Linked DNA regions of Mus musculus: all the other regions are linked to region 1. A link is a contact called in public Hi-C and Micro-C data. All regions are on one chromosome and are shown on one strand. Each heading gives the region's core, a stretch centred on a gene start, on an enhancer-like site or on the middle of the called end of the contact. The rest is flanking DNA. Distances are from core to core; before and after follow the strand shown.

Region 1 (2,700 bases), core at 42-2,541:
CAGGTCAGCCAGGACTACACAGAGAAACCCTGTCTCGAAAAAAAAAAAAAAAAATGACTGATTTGCAACCCAAAGTTGTGGGACTGAATAATTCTGGTGTTCAGAGACTGTTTTCTTTCTTCAAGTACTGGACAAGTTCAACAACCTACCAGCCAAAGGCTTGGTGGCAGAACTGAGTACTTAATGTCACCAAATGGTTTTGGAGCTAAAAAAATATTAGCAAACCAAGGTTGGGTACTTTCTTCTTCTTTGGAAAAGAAGTTCCTATTTTCAAAGTACTTCTAGTGAAGTCTGAAGATTAGGGAAGTGAAGGTGTCCGGGAGCTGAATTTCTGTTCCCTCCATGCAAGTGGCTCACAGCCTCTGTGGGCGGGGCCTCGTGCCGCCAGCGCATTCCGCTGAGCAATAGAATATCTTTAAAGTACATATTCAGTTCCCAGAAAAGGAATTGCTCTTCAGAAAGAAAAAGATCAAAAGGAAGTTACTTGTTTTAAAAAGGTTAAAAAGTCTGGAAGAAGCGCGTGAGACGCGAGTGTCCTTAACCTTAAACCTTTATGTGACTTAGTCTGCAAAAAGCTGCAGCAACTGAATTCCCAACCTTTGAGGGTTATAAATACCAAGGCGATTTTTAATCCCTGCGCTCGGGAGGTAGAGGCATGTGAATCTCTGTGAGTTCAGAGCCACCCTGGTCTACACAGCGAGTTCCAAGGCAGCCAGGGCTACATGGTGAAACAAGATGGTGGAATAGGGATATAGCTCAAGGTGGGGTACTTGTCTAGGATGTGTGAGGTCGTAGGTTCAATTCCAATCACCACAAAAATAAAAACACTAAGGGGAAGAAAACGAACTTTGGCTTTCTTTTTCCATCTTTCCACAAGATGAGGCAGATAACTCGAAGCTCAATATCCACATTTAGAAGACTCCTTCCATCCCTACCCGTCTTAATCCGAGCACAGCCATGACTCAACTCCCGGAGGCAACAAGCCCAGGCCACAACGAACATGGACGGCCAGGCTTCTCTTCTGCCTAGTGCGCAGGTTCTACCTTGGACCCCACCTCTTTCCTTCCATTCCTCTCTTCTCCAGCAGAGGGCGCAGGCACTGAGTTTTCTTTGGGCTCCGCCCCGCCCGTCCCAGTGGGTCAGGGCGGGAGCAGTGGGCGCGGAAACTTGGTCGAGGCTTTCCGGGAGCCGCGGGGCACGCGGGTGCACGCGAGCTCGTGCGCGCGTTGGGGGTCGCCGCGGCGTGCCGTGCTTGCCCGTCTCCGGCGCGCGCCCCCGCGTTGCGCCGGCCGCGCTCGCGCCCGCGCAGGGGCGCGCCTCAGGGCGGGCGCCTCCCTCTCACTCCCTGGGCTGCGAGCGCCGGCGGTGGTTGCCGGAGAGGCCCCTCCTTCTCGCCCGGCTCCATTCCCTCGCTCGCGGCCGAGCGGGCTCCCGACCCTCCGCTGGCCATGGCCGGCAACGTGAAGAAGAGCTCGGGCGCCGGCGGCGGCGGCTCTGGGGGCTCGGGAGCGGGCGGCCTGATCGGGCTCATGAAGGACGCCTTCCAGCCGCACCACCACCACCACCACCTCAGCCCGCACCCTCCCTGCACGGTGGACAAGAAGATGGTGGAGAAGTGCTGGAAGCTCATGGACAAGGTGAGCGGCCTGCGGGCGCGCGCGGCGCCGGGTGGGCGTGGGCGGTGGGGCGCCAGGGAGGGCTGCCGTTGGCAGTTGGGAACGTTGAGGTGTGGGGGAGCCAGACAAAGATGGGGTGGGGGCTGGGGGAGGGCTGGTCACCGCGCCACCCGGGCGGAAGTGCGATGGGGGTGCGGAGCTTGGGGATGTGGGTCGTCGAGTGAGCCCCGGGAGGTGGGCCTGGGGTGCTGGGGGTGGGATGTGTGTTGGATCTGCCGGCTACGGCTCCGGGTTTGGAAGAGGAGTCGCCCTGGGTGAGGGACTTGGGTTCAGGAGGCGGCCCGGCTGACTGCGGTCAGGGTGAGCTTATAGTTTTTTCTCATTAAGATGTAGCACACAGATCAAAGAAAAAGAGGTGGGTTTAAATGGGGGCAGGGAAGGAAGGAACTTCCCTTCTCCGCTAAGGATGGCTTAAGTTTTTGTCTTGCAAAGTGTTGGATGTAATCCATCGCTGCTGCTGAGATAGGCACTGGTTAAACCACAAGTTCTGGTTAGAACCATTATCTTTCGAAAGGTGGACTGACTGAGCGTGCTGAATTAATAGTCTGACTTCTACAGAACTTCCTGCTTGCTCTCGGTGCTTTTCGCTGGGCTGTAGTGTTTGATTTTTGTAACGGGCCTACCTGCTTATTATTTAAGACCCCTTTGATAGCCATTATAAAATCAGGTGCGGGGGTGGGGTTGCCTATGGTTAGCCCTTTAAGTCTGTCAATCAGGAGAATCTTACTTCCTTACAGTTGAGCCTGTATAATGTAGTCTTGTAGTTGGCCCCAGTACTTAAACGTGAATACACAATCTTGTCTTAACATTTTGTTGGAAGTCAGTGCTCTGTTTCCTTAACTCTTACCACAGTTATTATTTTTTTCAACATTCCTACTGCAGATAAATGTGATTAGGAGGCCCCGGCATGTAAGTGAATGGTGTTATTTCCTCCGGAGTAAATTTGGTTTTCTTTGGTTCCTCTCTGGGCCTAGGTTCCTCTTCTGTAAAGTTCTCTATGGGTTGTTTTGGACTAGAAACAGCC
Region 2 (2,700 bases), core at 89-2,588, 1.0 Mb before region 1:
CTCGATGCTATGGTTCACAGATATTACTTCCAACTAGCTGAATAGCTAGGGCAGCCCAGTCCTCACAGACAAGCACCTTTCCCAGTGAGTTCCCTCGGCACAGAACATGATCCCACTCCACTTGGCATCCTCTGTCTAGGCCACTGGACATAGCACTATCCACTCCCACGGTGTTTAGACAAAGCTTGTGTCTCCACAAGCCAAGGGGGTGGTGTGCATCACTAGCTCTCAGGTCACGACGGCAGTGCTCGTGTCTGACACCCCCAAGTTGGAGGGTCCTTCTCCAGGTTCAGAGGTTGCCCAAATCTTTGACATAGTAACAGTACTTTGTCATCTACGAACTTCACACCGGAGAACCATCCAATCCAATTTCCAGGAAGAAAAAGAAAAATTTAACAAATACCTCATACTGTTTTCAGTCAGTTTCTAATTTGATGGGAGGCAGGATTGGTATTGGCACTGAGAATCATGCAATTTGCAGACCGATGGCTGGCCAAGCCTTCTCAAGGCAGTAGTGTCTTCCGTGTGACAGGTAGGCTCTGAGGGGAATAGAAAGTGACTTCTTGAGAGCAAGGGCATCCTAGTGACTCCAGCCCTTCCTTGGCTTCTGTGCCTCCTCAGAACAAAAACAGGGCTTCCAGGATAGCATGAATATGTACCTGGCAGATGACCCCACGGGCGCTGTACACCTCACAATTAGATCCCTGAAAATCATGTAAGTGACATACTCACAGTATCAGCGCCACCTGCCAATAAGTCAGGTGGACAAAGCTTGGTCTCTCACACAATTAACATCTTTGGTGACACTGGAGGGCAGACAGATGTCCTGGTCACTGAAGAGGCATCTGAGTGATACCAGGTCCCTCAAGGCGCCTATTGACACTTCTAACCTGCAGATTTAGGGCAAGAACAACCTAAAGGGCCTGGGGGTGTCATGGACTCCCACCAAGAGTCAGGTAGGGACGTTCCCTCACTGTTGGCTTAGCAGAGGGCCCTGCATAGAGGTCCCAGGACTTTCACACATGTACCTGCACGCTTGTGCTTTGCTCCTGGCCCAGTCAGTAATTCCAATTGCTACAACAGAGAGGGGAAGGGGGCAAGGGGAAGGGGAGGGGGAGGGAGAGGGGAGACAGGCTGTCCAGTCGGTGTGAGAGTTAAGAGCCCAGCCACAGAAAGCCTCAGCTGCTCTTTCACCTTGAGACAAATGCCCCAGAACTAGCTAGACTTCGCTGCCTGCTGAGGTTCCTGCGGAGGTTCCCAAGCTCCGTGGGCTGAGGGCGGAGCAACGAGGCTCCGCCTTCAGGTTGATGTCAAGCTGGCCCTGTGGATCCAGCGGCAGTCTTCAGTTCTCAGGACGCCGCCGGCCGGAGGCGTAAAGGCCGGCTCCAGTGGACGATGCCGCTGTGCGCCCAGGATGTTGTCGCGTTTGCTCCCATTCCTCGTCACGATCTCCAGCCTGAGCCTAGAATTCATTGCATACGGTAGGCTCCCCAGCGCTCGCTCTGTTGCTTTAAAGTTCACATTCGCGGGAGAATCTGCTTGGATGGGCTGGGGTCCCGCCCCAGCTCCTTCATGCTGGCAAAACGGTCTCCGGCTCACCTGCTGTTTAAGTGGAGGAGGCTAAGATTAACTGTGGCTGTTTGGGAGTGGCCAGCGATGGATGGGTAAAGCCTATAGTTTCCGTCCTGTACGTACCCTTGTTCCTCAAATCATTATCCTACCACCTCCGGACAATCCATAACTTAGCCCTCACTTTTCGGCTGTTCTGGTTCTTCCGTGGGTCTGATCGTGCCCCTTCTTAGTTAGGCTCCTCTCCCTGAACCCTACCATCTCACCCCATCCCTTCTTTCTGCCCACCCTTCCCGACCACCCTGTTAGTCTTTAGCCCACAATTCATCTCCGCTGCCTGCTGCCCACCCCCCTCACACACACACACTTTACCCACTCCTCAGCTCAGGCTAGGTTCCTGTAGCCCAGGAGAGAATGAAAAAGTGGAGAGTTGGAGGGACCAAGTGGCACAGAAGTACGAAGACCGGGGACCCCAAAACACACTTTTACAGGAGTTCAAAGTAAAAAGAGCACAGTCAGTCATGTTATCTACAGAGGCACTGGGGATGTGCCCCGCTGAACATCACAAACACGGGCTGAGGTTTTCACTCCCCCTCTCAGAGTTTTGCAACTGAAACACAACCTTGAGATTCAAAGAAAGGGGTGGGGGGGGGGAAGGGCTGGGACAAGTATGTTTTCTGAGAATGACAGGGTCACTGAAAGAGAACTGAGAACTGTGACTCTCAGAGAGCTGGCAGTTTGGAGAAGGAAAGTGTTGCAGAGCTGCCTTCAAGAGGAGACATCTTAAAGGGTCAAGAAGGCTGGAGAGGAACAAGGGCTATTGTCCTTGCAACACACTTAAGCCCGCAGAACTCATCAGGAGAATTCAATAGGAATGCTTATTGTATTGTTACAAAAAGGGCAGAGGATCTCAAGGGGGTCACTCCTCTGCTCCTGGTCATACTGGCAAGCTGCTAGCTCCAGGCTCCTGTGTCAGCTCTTTAGAACTAATAGAGTGGGAGACTACAGGTACTTCACAGCTGAGTTTTCGAGGAGGCCAGGAGGCTGGACCGCTGACGTTCATTGTCTCCATTTGAGGCTCGCCTAGGCATCTGATTATACTGATGTCCATGTCTGAGCTACAGCTTTCCT
Region 3 (2,700 bases), core at 49-2,548, 1.1 Mb after region 1:
TTGGAGAACTATATTGTGTCGTGGTCCCTCATTTCCTCAGGGACAGATTTATTCAATCAGAAAACTACATGGTTAGCTGAATGTCTCTACCCCATCGAAAGAGAAACCAGAAAACATTTGGGAACTCTTCAAAGGGATCCCTCGTGCTGTGCTGTTTACCGGACAGATGTATTACTTCTTCCATCTCTTTTCACAACACGCTTATTAACTTGCTGTGGAAAGCACCATGCGTTCTCAATTTGGCAAACAATACAGTTCATTTTGCCAAGGCAAAACAGCCTAAAAGCAATATTTATATCAGGAACTCCTGGCTTAAGTGTGGGCCCAGATCCTTTCTCCACAGCCTCTTCTGGCCATCCCCCCACCCCTTTCCCCTCCGTGCTGTGGGACTAGGCCAGCAGGTGCCCCAGGTGATTGGCTCACCCCAAAACCTGTGTGTGTGTGTGTGTGTGTGTGTGTGTGTGTGCGCGCGCGCGCAGGTTTGCCTAACACTGTCGGGGGCCCGTGGACCTGGGCTCGCACGCAGTCATCAAAAGCATTTGACACCGGGAACGAATACATTCTCTTAAAGAATAAAAGTTTCCAGCCCGGGAGTTCCGAAGAACCTCTAAACGTGAACTCCTCGAGACTGTGGAATGGCTCCTCTGCTGTCCCGGGTGGATTGTACACTGTGGGCTGCACCTCGAGAGCATTCGAGGGGCAAGAAGGCAGCAGTGCCCGCTTCGCCACACAGAACTACTTTTTCGCTTCCCTCTATCCCCCGCGACAGCACTGAGCGGAAGTATCTGCTCAAGTTTGGAGAGTCCGGGAAGCGGAGGGATCCCGGGTGAAGCGGCTTCCCGAAGTCCCAGGGAGAAGGGCCCAAAAAAGTCGGCGGGGGAGGGGACGGCTCGGCGCGCTCCAGTCGCGCCGGGCCGAGGGGACAGAACCGGAACCGGAACCCGCGCGCGCGCCCGCCCGCAGCGGTCGCAAGGCTCGTCACCGCCGGCGGCCCCCTCCACCCTGGGCGCGCTCCCGCGAGTGCCCCTGAGACCGGGCGAACGGCCCTGCGCACCGAGCCTCCACCGCCACCGCCGCCGCCGCTGCTCGGGGGCCGGGCTTCCGGGCCGGGCCGAGACCTCCCGCTCCTCGCGGGAGCCGCCGCCTACCAGAGCGTCGGGGAGGAGCCGCCGTGCCACTGCGGAAGAAGCGCGGGGGCCTCCGAGGGATGGGGAGCTGCCCCGGGCGCTGAGACAGGGTCCCTGTCAGCGCGGCGGCCGGAGCCGGGTGGGGGCGGCGCGGAGCAGCTCAGGGCCCTCGGCCCGGGGACATGGGGCGGCGCGAGTCCGGCGCGGGACGGTGTGAGACGCGGCGGAGGCTGCGGCCACGAGTGGCCCGCAGCCCCAGATAGAGCGGGGACCCGAGGGCCGGGCCCCGCCGACTCGGGACCGAAGCCGACGCCCGTCCCTGAGCCGATCCTGCCCCAGCTCCGGAGGGATCCCGGTTCCCGTCCTACGGCTCGCGACTTCCCTCTGTGACGAAGTTTTCTCTCCGTGCCTTGCTGAGGATCGTTCTTAGTTCTTGAGCTCGCCTTGTGGCCGACTTGCTCGGTTTGTTTGGGGAGATAACTTGTTTTGCCTCAGCCCGCATCCCCTTTCCTTGACCCCTTGCAATCGGATGTTCTAGATGACTGAATGGAGTTTTGAGTTGGACTTTTGTGTCCCTGCCGAAATTGGGCCTGATCCCAGAGCACTGGGGGTGGGGTGTGGAGGTGTTACTGTAAAATGCAAGTTGGATAAAAAGAAGACCTCTCGCCAAGGGCCCCAATGAGTGGCACACAGTCTACTATCACGGACAGGTGGGTATGAAGTTCCTCGGTCGCTAACCTTCCCTGGATTCGGTCCCACGCAGCAGGGGAGTCGGTGATGCAGATTTGCCTTCAGCTAGTGCAATTGACAGGCATAGGAAAGAGGGTTGTTTCGGAGCTGTGCAATTAGTCTAGGGTTGCTGCCAAGTTAACCGGTTGATTGAATTTGGAAATGCAGGTTTTTTTGGGAGAGAAACTTTCCCCCATATTCTCAGAGGAAATGAAGGAAAACCATGATTGTGGTTTTCTGTCGGGTGCATTAAGATTGTGTACTCGTTTTGGAACCAGAGGGAGGTCATTTTGGGTGAAGGTCAGAGCTTGAGGTCGGTGGGTACTGGTGCATCATCGGGTGGATTCCTGTCCTGTGGTAGTTCTAGACTCACAATTTTAGGAGTTTCTGTCTGTGAACTTAATTTTCATCCTGCTGCATTGTGATTTGTGACTCTGATCTTTTTACGTGTTGACCTGCACAGTGTTTAATTATTAATTACCTAATTTTCCAGAATGTTGACATTACCAGTAAATCACGGGTTCTTGCTGGGGACAGTTTCCAGGAGCTAAAGGAAATGAGGGAAAAATCATGGGGCCTGCTTCTAATTATTCTTTTTTTTTTTTTTTTTTTTTTTAACATTTCATCTTTCAGAAGCCCTAGCATTTAAAGATGTAAACTCTAGCTCTGGTTTAGGCATGGCAGGTGGATCTTGTTTGTTAATCGGGTGACACGGTGTGGTGTGTAGAGTATGTAGTCCAAGTGTAGTTCTTAAAGAGGTCCTTTGAGTTCTTTTTAGTGAAAGCAAGTTGCTTCCTTTAGCATATTTTATTCCTCAACTAAATTATGACATTGCATGTTACTT

Evidence for each region. A called contact is a pair of places that touch in the nucleus more often than the background predicts.
Region 2: a Hi-C map of B cells shows a contact between it and region 1, with 6 read pairs. The contact joins the promoter of Il10ra here to the promoter of Cbl in region 1. A contact is called at or near these places in 1 of 39 promoter capture datasets (pre-B cells) and 1 of 484 Hi-C or Micro-C datasets (B cells).
Region 3: a contact with region 1 is called in a Micro-C map of embryonic stem cells, with 17 times the contacts expected there. The contact joins the promoter of Arhgef12 here to the promoter of Cbl in region 1. A contact is called at or near these places in 4 of 39 promoter capture datasets (hippocampal neurons, liver and stem cell-derived epiblast-like cells), 4 of 484 Hi-C or Micro-C datasets (B cells and embryonic stem cells) and 1 of 115 datasets of contacts at active chromatin or transcription factors (pancreatic cancer cells).

The regions. Positions count from the first base shown.
Region 1 is chr9:44,232,637-44,235,336 of GRCm38.p6, reverse strand. It overlaps Cbl (Casitas B-lineage lymphoma), which reads left to right and starts at 1,291. Exons shown (of 16, transcript NM_007619.2): 1 at 1,291-1,637. The coding sequence starts at 1,449.
Region 2 is chr9:45,267,787-45,270,486 of GRCm38.p6, reverse strand. It overlaps Il10ra (interleukin 10 receptor, alpha), which reads left to right and starts at 1,338. Exons shown (of 7, transcript NM_008348.3): 1 at 1,338-1,481. The coding sequence starts at 1,415.
Region 3 is chr9:43,104,316-43,107,015 of GRCm38.p6, reverse strand. Arhgef12 (Rho guanine nucleotide exchange factor (GEF) 12) reads left to right here and starts at 1,298. Exons shown (of 41, transcript NM_001359232.1): 1 at 1,298-1,837. The coding sequence starts at 1,806.